Linked DNA regions of Sus scrofa: region 2 is linked to region 1. The links are chromatin contacts, called in public HiChIP or PLAC-seq maps. All regions are on one chromosome and are shown on one strand. The core of a region is the stretch at or near the end of the contact, and the rest is flanking DNA. Distances in the headings are between cores, read along the strand shown. Region 1 has its middle 31 kb from the start of BHLHA9. Region 2 overlaps ABR (active BCR-related).

Region 1 (3,885 bases), core at 406-2,905:
TCAGAGGTACCCAATTCTCTCCTCTCCCAGGGCTCCAGGAAGGGGCCAGGGTTTGAGGTCCCCCTGCCCCAGAGAATGAGCGCTCCTGCGGAACAGTCAGGTGGCACACACTGGCGAGTGGTGTGAGCTTGGGCTGCGGGGGAGGTTCCAGAACATAAGGCTATTTTTAGCCTGGCACAGATGCCCAACTCCCCGCCAAGGCAGGGGGCGTGGTAGGTGGGAAGCAATCATTGTTATTATTTTATTAACCATTTAGGATGCCGCGGGCAGTGAGCCTCACCTGGTTTCATCACTAGTTTTCCTGATCACGATTCCTTCCTGCTTGTTACTTCAGGAACAGCATTCTTCCCAAGGGGCCAAAGAAGGGCCAGGGAGAAAATGAAATTGACCAAGTGACAATGAATGAGGGCAAAGAAGGGATACATATTCATCCTGCTCCATCAGCAGTGGGAGTGGGTCCAAAAAAACACTTAGCCTCACAAATTGCTCACTTATCCTCCCCATAGTGAGTTTGCTCCAAATGGTTTGGAAAACTATTGCTGCTCATCAAAGGCGGCAGGCCCGCTGCTGGAAGGGGGCCAGCGGGGGCCCGGCAGGAGTCTGAAATGCGCCTGGATTCATTATCTTTATCTAGTCCAATGTTTTAGTGGTAGGTTTTTGTTTGATTTCAAAGTGAGATGGTTAGGTCATTATGTGTTAAATTATAGCTTTTAATTAGCGAATCTATTGAAATGAAAAGCCTAAGAGAGGCTCACATGCCTCTTAAGTTTTTGTTTGGAATTTATAATTGTCGCTGTTTGGAAATGATTAGTTAGGGGCGTTAAAGTCTTTTTTTTTTTTTTTTAAAGAAAAGCCTCAAATTATATGTTGTTGGGGGAGGGGATAATGGGGGTGCCAGTAAGATAGATACACAAACCTTACAAGCGATGCTATTTGTATTATTACCCACACCCAGTGTCCTTGTATTTGCAGAAAAAGAGGGGGGATGGCTGTTTTCTGATCATTCATGTATGCTTCCCCAAGTTGAGCCGGCGTTGGGAATTGAGGCATCAATGGGTAGTGAGTTGGCCAGAAAAGTGGTTACACCTGATTACAGGTGGAGTTTTGTTTACCATTTACCCATTTTCGATATCCCCCAGAAGGTAGGGGAAATGGGGGGGCCCTGCCTCAACCTTGGTAGATTTTCCCCTTTGATCATCTGGTTTTTGCATTTGGGAGGAATAAGGAAGTTTCCTTGTTCTGACTTTGCGTCTGAGCCTTTCTCCCACCTGGCTTAGCGTGTGCTCGGTTAGTTGCAGAACAATCTTGGATCCAGCAGGGGGCGCGCCACTGCCTTTTTTTTTAGAGCTCCAGCTTCCATCTCTAGCGAAACCACACCCCCACCATCTGCGCCAATGGTGTGATTTTCTCCCGTGTCTGCGTTGGTTCTCCTCTGGTAACAGCAAGGATGTAGATTACAATCTCTGTGCCTTGGGCTTCTGGCTGGGAGCGGTGGTTAAGACGAGTACCCTGGTTTTCTTCATCTTCTCACACCCCAGAAGAGCATGACTGCCCCCTGCACAGGGGGCCGAGGCAGCGAGAGCCCCGAGGAGTTTGAGCCACTTCCCCCCATTCCTTTGCTCTGTGTTCTGCAGGTGCCACGACAGCGGGTGGGAAGCCTCTCTAGGGTGTGGGGTGGACACACATCCACCGTCCCTCTTCCGATCTCCTGTGGTGCTTGGACATCTTGTACCTTGAGCAGCAAATCCATTAGAATGGAGACCAGGGTTGTCCTCTGATCTATTCCTGAGACTCAGCACAGGGCTAATACGGGATACATGATACATAATGCATGAATGAATTCGTGTAAACTGTTGTTTTAATTATTTCATTCTTTCTGTACTGAGCATGTACTTCGTGCCAGGCACTGAGGAACTAGGGATTAAAATATAATCCCTGTCCTCTAGGAGGCTACAATCTGGAGACAAAGACATGACTCTGGGCAACTAGAATTTCTAGCTTCCCCTAGTTAGTGGCCAACTAACTTCATTTAGCCAGCAGGATCCATACCCGTCACAGAGCAGGGGTACATATTGGCTGGACAGACAATATCCTTCTGAAATTAAACCATTTCTTGGAGTTCCCATCGTGGCTCAGTGGTTAATGAACCTGACTAGTATCCATGAGGAGGTGGGTTCAATCTCTGGCCTCGCTCAGGGGGTTAAGGATCCGGCTTTGCCGTGAGCTGTGGTGTGTGTAGGCTGCCAGCTACAGCTCTGATTTGTCCCCTAGCCTGGGAACCTCTATATGCCACGGGTGTGGCCCTAAAAACACAAAAAGCAAACAAAAACAAAAAACAACCCCACTTAGCAGTGAACTTGACTCCCACCTTTTTTCCCAAGGGTGTGAGGGCAGGGCAGGGTTCTAATTCAGATGCCTCAGTCTCCGATGACTTTGAAGCTCCCAAGGACACTCCACATCCCATACTTGCCAGGAAAGCAGGTCACTTCGCAAAGGTCCCTTTGGACCCACAGCCCTTTGGCTGTGCATCAGCGTCTCTGGGAGTGATTTTTCCCTCAGAAGGAGAGATGAGAAAATAGCCCACTAATAAATAGCACTTTGTCCTAGAGGACTTTGGCTGTAATTGAGGTTTTGTTTGTTTTGATTTTGTTTTAGGCGGTAGATTTGATGTGTGGCCACCCCACCTTGCTTTCATCTTTATTCTTAATGATCACACTTAACTCCACTTACAGGAGTAATCAAAGAGGTGAAACCCTCTCCCTGCAGGGAGAATAGCACAGTTAAGAAGCCTGGAAAAAGGAATTGTTTTCTGATGAGCAAATGTCAAATTTTATAGGAGATTAGCTTTGGGTATTAACGAGAAGGTTGTCATTATGGCCTGAAGCAACTATTCGCATCTCTAGAGCTCTGATGGCCAAGAAAGCAGAATAACTGTTTGAGAAGTGCTTTAATGTACATATTTTCGTCCCTGAAAAAGGCTAGAGCATAAAACAAGTAAACAGAAAGACGCTAAATCTTTTTGACTCTTGCAGCAATAAAACCCCAAAACTTAGTTTTTATAATTTCATGGTATTGAAGATTTTACTAGAATTGACATTTTGTAAATCACACAATGGCTCCGGCTCCAGCTGTGTGCACTGGTTTTAATCAAATACTGTCTGTCACTTAGATTACATTTCTCCCTCCATAGCCCCCCAGCTATGGGTCCCAATGACTGCAATTAAAACCACTTCACTACATGGTTTTACAGGGGAATTCTACCAAACCTTTAAAGAGAAAATAATCTCAGCGCTGTTTAAACTGTTACATGCTATAGAAAGAGAAGGAAAATATTCAAAATCTTTTAGAAATAAGAGCATAAGACTGATATCAATCCCATGAAGACTTCACTAAATATATATAGGTGTAGTTCATTAATTAATATTAATGCAAAATGTTCCAATGCAATATGAATAGAATATAGTATATTAAAATTAATATATCCTGATGACATGGAGTTTATTCCAGGAATTCAAGGATGGTTCAACATCTGGACCTCTGCTACCAAAACTTAGAACTTCCTCTCCTGGTGACTAGATAATTTATAACAATCCTTTCCACAAAGAAAAAATTTTCAAGTTAGACAAAGTTTAACAAAAATATTTTTTAAGGCATCAAAGAATTAATAAGAGATCAATTACTCAGTGAAATCTGGGAGAGGTTGGGAATGTAGATTGCTGAGCAAAAAACACTTGGGATCACTTTTTCTTTTTCTTTTTTTTTTTTTTTTGGCTTTTACGGCCTCACCCGTGGCATATGGAAGTTCCCAGGCTAGGGGTCCAATCAGAGCTACAGCTGCCAGGATCCAAGCTGTGTCTCTGACCTGCACTACAGTGCCGGATCCCC
Region 2 (3,885 bases), core at 701-3,200, 150 kb after region 1:
GTGAGTATGCAGATGTTTAGCTGCTTTGGATCACCCTGGGCTGAGTTGGCGGTCCATCTCACTGAGAGTTTGTTGGTCTGCACAGGTCATGTTTTTCAAGGGAGGGACAATTGGCAGGTTGATAAGGACTCTGATCTGGGGCCAGAACTAGGGCAAGATGACGCTGCCATTAAGAGTAGACTTACTGAGAGTTCCCCTTGTGGCGCAGTAGTTAACAAATCCAACTAGGAACCATGAGGTTGTGGGTTTGATCCCTGTCCTTGCTCAGTGGGTTAAGGATCCGGCGTTACCATGAGCTGTGGTGTAGGTTGCAGACTCGGCTTGGATCCGGTGTTGCCATGGCTCTGGTGTAGGCCGAGGCTACAGCTTTGATTTGACTCCTAGCCTGGGAACCTCCATATGCTGCGGGAAGCGGCCCTAGAAAAGGCAAAAAGACAAAAAAAAAAAAAAAAAAAGAAGTAGACTTATTGGGGAGTTCCCGTTGTGGCGCACCAGAAACAAATACAACTAGGAATCATGAGGTTGCGGGTTTGATCCCTGGCCTTGATCAGTGGGTTAAGAACCCATCATTGTTGTGAGCTGTGGTGTAGGTTGCAGACTCGGCGCAGATCCCATGTTGCTGTGGCTGTGGCGTGGGCTGGCAGATGTAGCTCTGATTAGATCCCTAGCCTGGGAACCTCCATATGCCTTGGATGGGGCCCTAAGAAGCAAAAAAAAAAAAAAAAAAAAAAGGGAGACTTACTGGCCTGTCTTTCAAACTGTGCATCTCAACCACTAGTGGGTTCTGCAATCATCAAAGCGGGGTGAACCAGCATTTTAAAACCAATGAGAAAGAACGTGTCTGCGTGCATCACACGTAACAGGAGTGAGTATGGATTCATGCAACTTTTGGCTTATATGGATAGATATGTATGTGTATGTATGTACTGGGCCACATACTTTCTTATATGTGTTGTGGGTTTTAAAAACCACTGGCTTGGAGTTCCCACTGTGGCTCAGCAGGTTAAGGACCTAACATTGTCTCCGTGAGGATGCGGGTTCGATCCCTGGCCTTGTCTAGTGGGTTAAGGTTCCAGCATTGCCATGTGCTGCAGCGTAGGTTGCAGATGCAGCTCGGAGCCAGTGTTGCTGTGGCTGTGGTGTAGACCTCAGTTGCAGCTCCAATTCGACCCCCGATCCGGGAACTTCCATATGCTATAGGAGCAGCTGTAAAAAAAACCAGTAACAAAAACAAAAAACCACTGGCTTTGGGCATGACCTCCTTGAACCTCCATTTTCTCATCCGAAGATGAGAATAATGCCATTACCTTCTCTTTCTCTTCTTCGTGTGGCTGAGATGATCAGGTGATCCATTGGGGGCCCTCGAACAGTGCCAGGTACTCAGACACTCAAGTATCAGCTGAAGGAAGGAGGGCAGGCAGCTGAAGTACACCGTATACTATGAATCGCTGTCCCCAAACAAAGGGGCACGGCTGTCACCGCGAAAAGGATGCATATTAGAAAGAAATTCAGACAAAGGAGCCAGACTGCCCAGTTTTGGGTCCCTGTTTGGCTGCTTTACTAGCTCTAGACCTTTAGCCGGTGAACGAACCTTTCTTTGAGCCTCACTTTCTCCATCTGCAAACCAGGTACTAATATTAGTACTCTCTCCATGGGGTTGCTGTGAGGGTTGAGTGAGTTTGTACCAGAAGCTCTAAGAGCCTGAGTGTTAGCTGATACAATTATTCTCTCCACTTCTGGGAGAGAATGCAGGTTAGGGCCTGTTTGTTTCTATCCACACGCATTCCCTGAAGAAAGGGGAGGTGCCTGTTCTCACTGGAAGCAGGCCCCTCTTAGATTCCAGCCTGGCTCTCTTCTGTCATTGGGCCCAGTTTGAGTTTCCGTCTGTCTGGGTAAAGATAACACCGGATTTAGGGGCCAAGACACTCCCTCCCCGCCTGCCTTTCCAACGGCTCAAGCCTTCCAGACAAAAACAGTGGGGCTGGGGCCCCCAGTCCTGAGGCAACCCTGGTGGGTCCCTCCTCTCCCCCTCCTGTCCATCCAGGACCCCTGGCAGGTTCTTTCTTGAGCTGAGGCAAGAGTAGGAGGGACTGGCTGGAGGGCTCCAGGGAGAGGGGGCAGACCTCCTCGGCCACAGTCTCAGATGATAAGCCTAGAGATAAGGAATTCGACCTCCTTGAATGGCGGGCTCTCCCCAGGTACCCCGAGGCCAAGCCCTTTGCTCCTTGGGGTGACGTAACAAAGGGGCCCAGAGAAGAAAACCTGGCTGCCCGGCTCGCCTCCTCCTCACCCCTCCCCCGTTCCCGCAGCTCGGCTCTTGAGTGTGTGTTTTAACACTTCCTGCTATGCAAACGGCTGGGTGTGTGTACCCAGGCCTGTGGACACACACAGGTGCAGAGAGTCACACAGGAGCCTCTGTTCCTGCTGGCTTGCTGGCAGGTGTGGGAACCTTCCACACCCTCCAGGATCCTGCTGGGCTCAGATCACAAGGGGAGAGGGTTGGGAGCCTGGGCTGAGGCGGGGGTGAAGGAAGGGAGACGGACCCAAGGCTGCATCTGGCTGCCTTTGCCCGTGGCTCCTTCCAGCACCCAGGCCCCAGGATGCGGCCCCCCACCCCTCCCCGTCCCCCCAGGCCACAGCCTCCCAGCCATTGGGATATAGGAGGTGGTAGAGGAAGTGGGCCTTGTTTCTTTCCTCTGTTTCGAAAGGCAAGTTGCTGGGGGACAGAGCAGACAGACGACAGTGTGAAGTCACGCAATGAATTCGAACCCACCTGGCCCATCTTCCTCTGGAGGAGCCTGTTATGGGACCTCCAGAGCCGGGCCTTGTCCTCTGCCCTGGGCCACTGGGAGGAGGAAGGGCAGACGGGTGTGTCGCGCTTTGTCGGAAGAGCGGAGCTGGATTGGAGCTCTGTGTGGGCTCCCAGGCCTATATGTGGGACCTCACCAGATAAAAATAACTGCCTTCAAGGGTCTCAGGCCAGCCAAGGGCATGCACCCAGCACTTTCCCTTCCTCCAAAGGCCCCCTACCTTGTCCTGAGAACTGTGTGATGCCTGGAGCACAGGCCCTGTCCATGTGACCGGGCCCTGGCGAGCGCGGCTTCCCCTTTTGCAGCCGGTGGGAGCTGAGGAGGAAGCAGAGCAGTGGTGTCCTGTCTGTGCGTGGGTTTGAGTGCTTTCCCAGCAGCTTCTGAGAAATCCTGACACACACACCCCCGGCCGCCTCCACCAGGACTGTTCTCCTATTTCCTTTAATTTCCCCCCCCCGGTGGGGGAGGGGTTGTACCCTGGCAGGGACAGGGCCTCTGTGGCCACTTGGACCCTCCCCTGGACCTGGAGAGATCAAGGTAAAAAGGATAAATTAGCCCATGCTGGGGGCCGGCTGTGTGTCCTCCCCGGAGTGCTGGGAGCCGTGAGCCCAGTGAGGGGCCCACCCAGGGTTGCGAGGACACTGGTTTCCTCTCTGTCCCCCCGCTGGCAGGCTCACCCAGGCCCCGCCCCTCCACCTGCTCAGATCTTCCCTCTCCCATCCCCTCCTCTGTGCCGCTCTCTCCAGGCTGCACCAGCACGACCTTGGGACCAGTTGGTTGATATTTACGGTCCACGTTGAGTAATAGCTCTATCTTGCTTTGTCCACTAAATTGTTTCGTTTGTGTTGGTCCAGTTACCCAAATAGATTATAGCATTCTCCAGAACAAGGAGCATGAGTCATAAAAATAATCTCCTGAAGAGAAAATTAGACCCCGGCATTCCCCTGCTTCAGTCCCTCAGGGAAAGCCGGGTCACTGCATGGGCTTCGCAGCCGCATTCCTTCCCCTGTGCGATCTGGCTCTGCTCACCCCTCCAGCCCCCTGCCCGCGGCACAGGCTCACCGGCTTCCTTCCG

Evidence for each region. HiChIP or PLAC-seq counts read pairs in DNA pulled down with a chosen protein or histone mark.
Region 2: a contact with region 1 is called in an H3K27ac HiChIP or PLAC-seq map of alveolar macrophages. The contact joins two enhancer-like sites. A contact is called at or near these places in 1 of 47 Hi-C or Micro-C datasets (epiblast stem cells) and 1 of 2 datasets of contacts at active chromatin or transcription factors (alveolar macrophages).

Annotation. Positions count from the first base shown.
Region 1 is chr12:46,673,051-46,676,935 of Sscrofa11.1, forward strand. No RefSeq gene overlaps it. Among named protein-coding and RNA genes, the nearest start is that of BHLHA9, 31 kb to the left of the region's middle. Within about 2 kb of position 1,656, at least 10 of the 83 cell types and tissues checked have an H3K27ac peak or open chromatin away from gene starts, as enhancers often do. A contact at or near this core is called in alveolar macrophages, where this site is marked.
Region 2 is chr12:46,822,116-46,826,000 of Sscrofa11.1, forward strand. All of the region lies in intron 2 of ABR (active BCR-related), which reads left to right. Among named protein-coding and RNA genes, the nearest start is that of ABR, 12 kb to the left of the region's middle. Within about 2 kb of position 1,951, at least 52 of the 83 cell types and tissues checked have an H3K27ac peak or open chromatin away from gene starts, as enhancers often do. A contact at or near this core is called in alveolar macrophages, where this site is marked.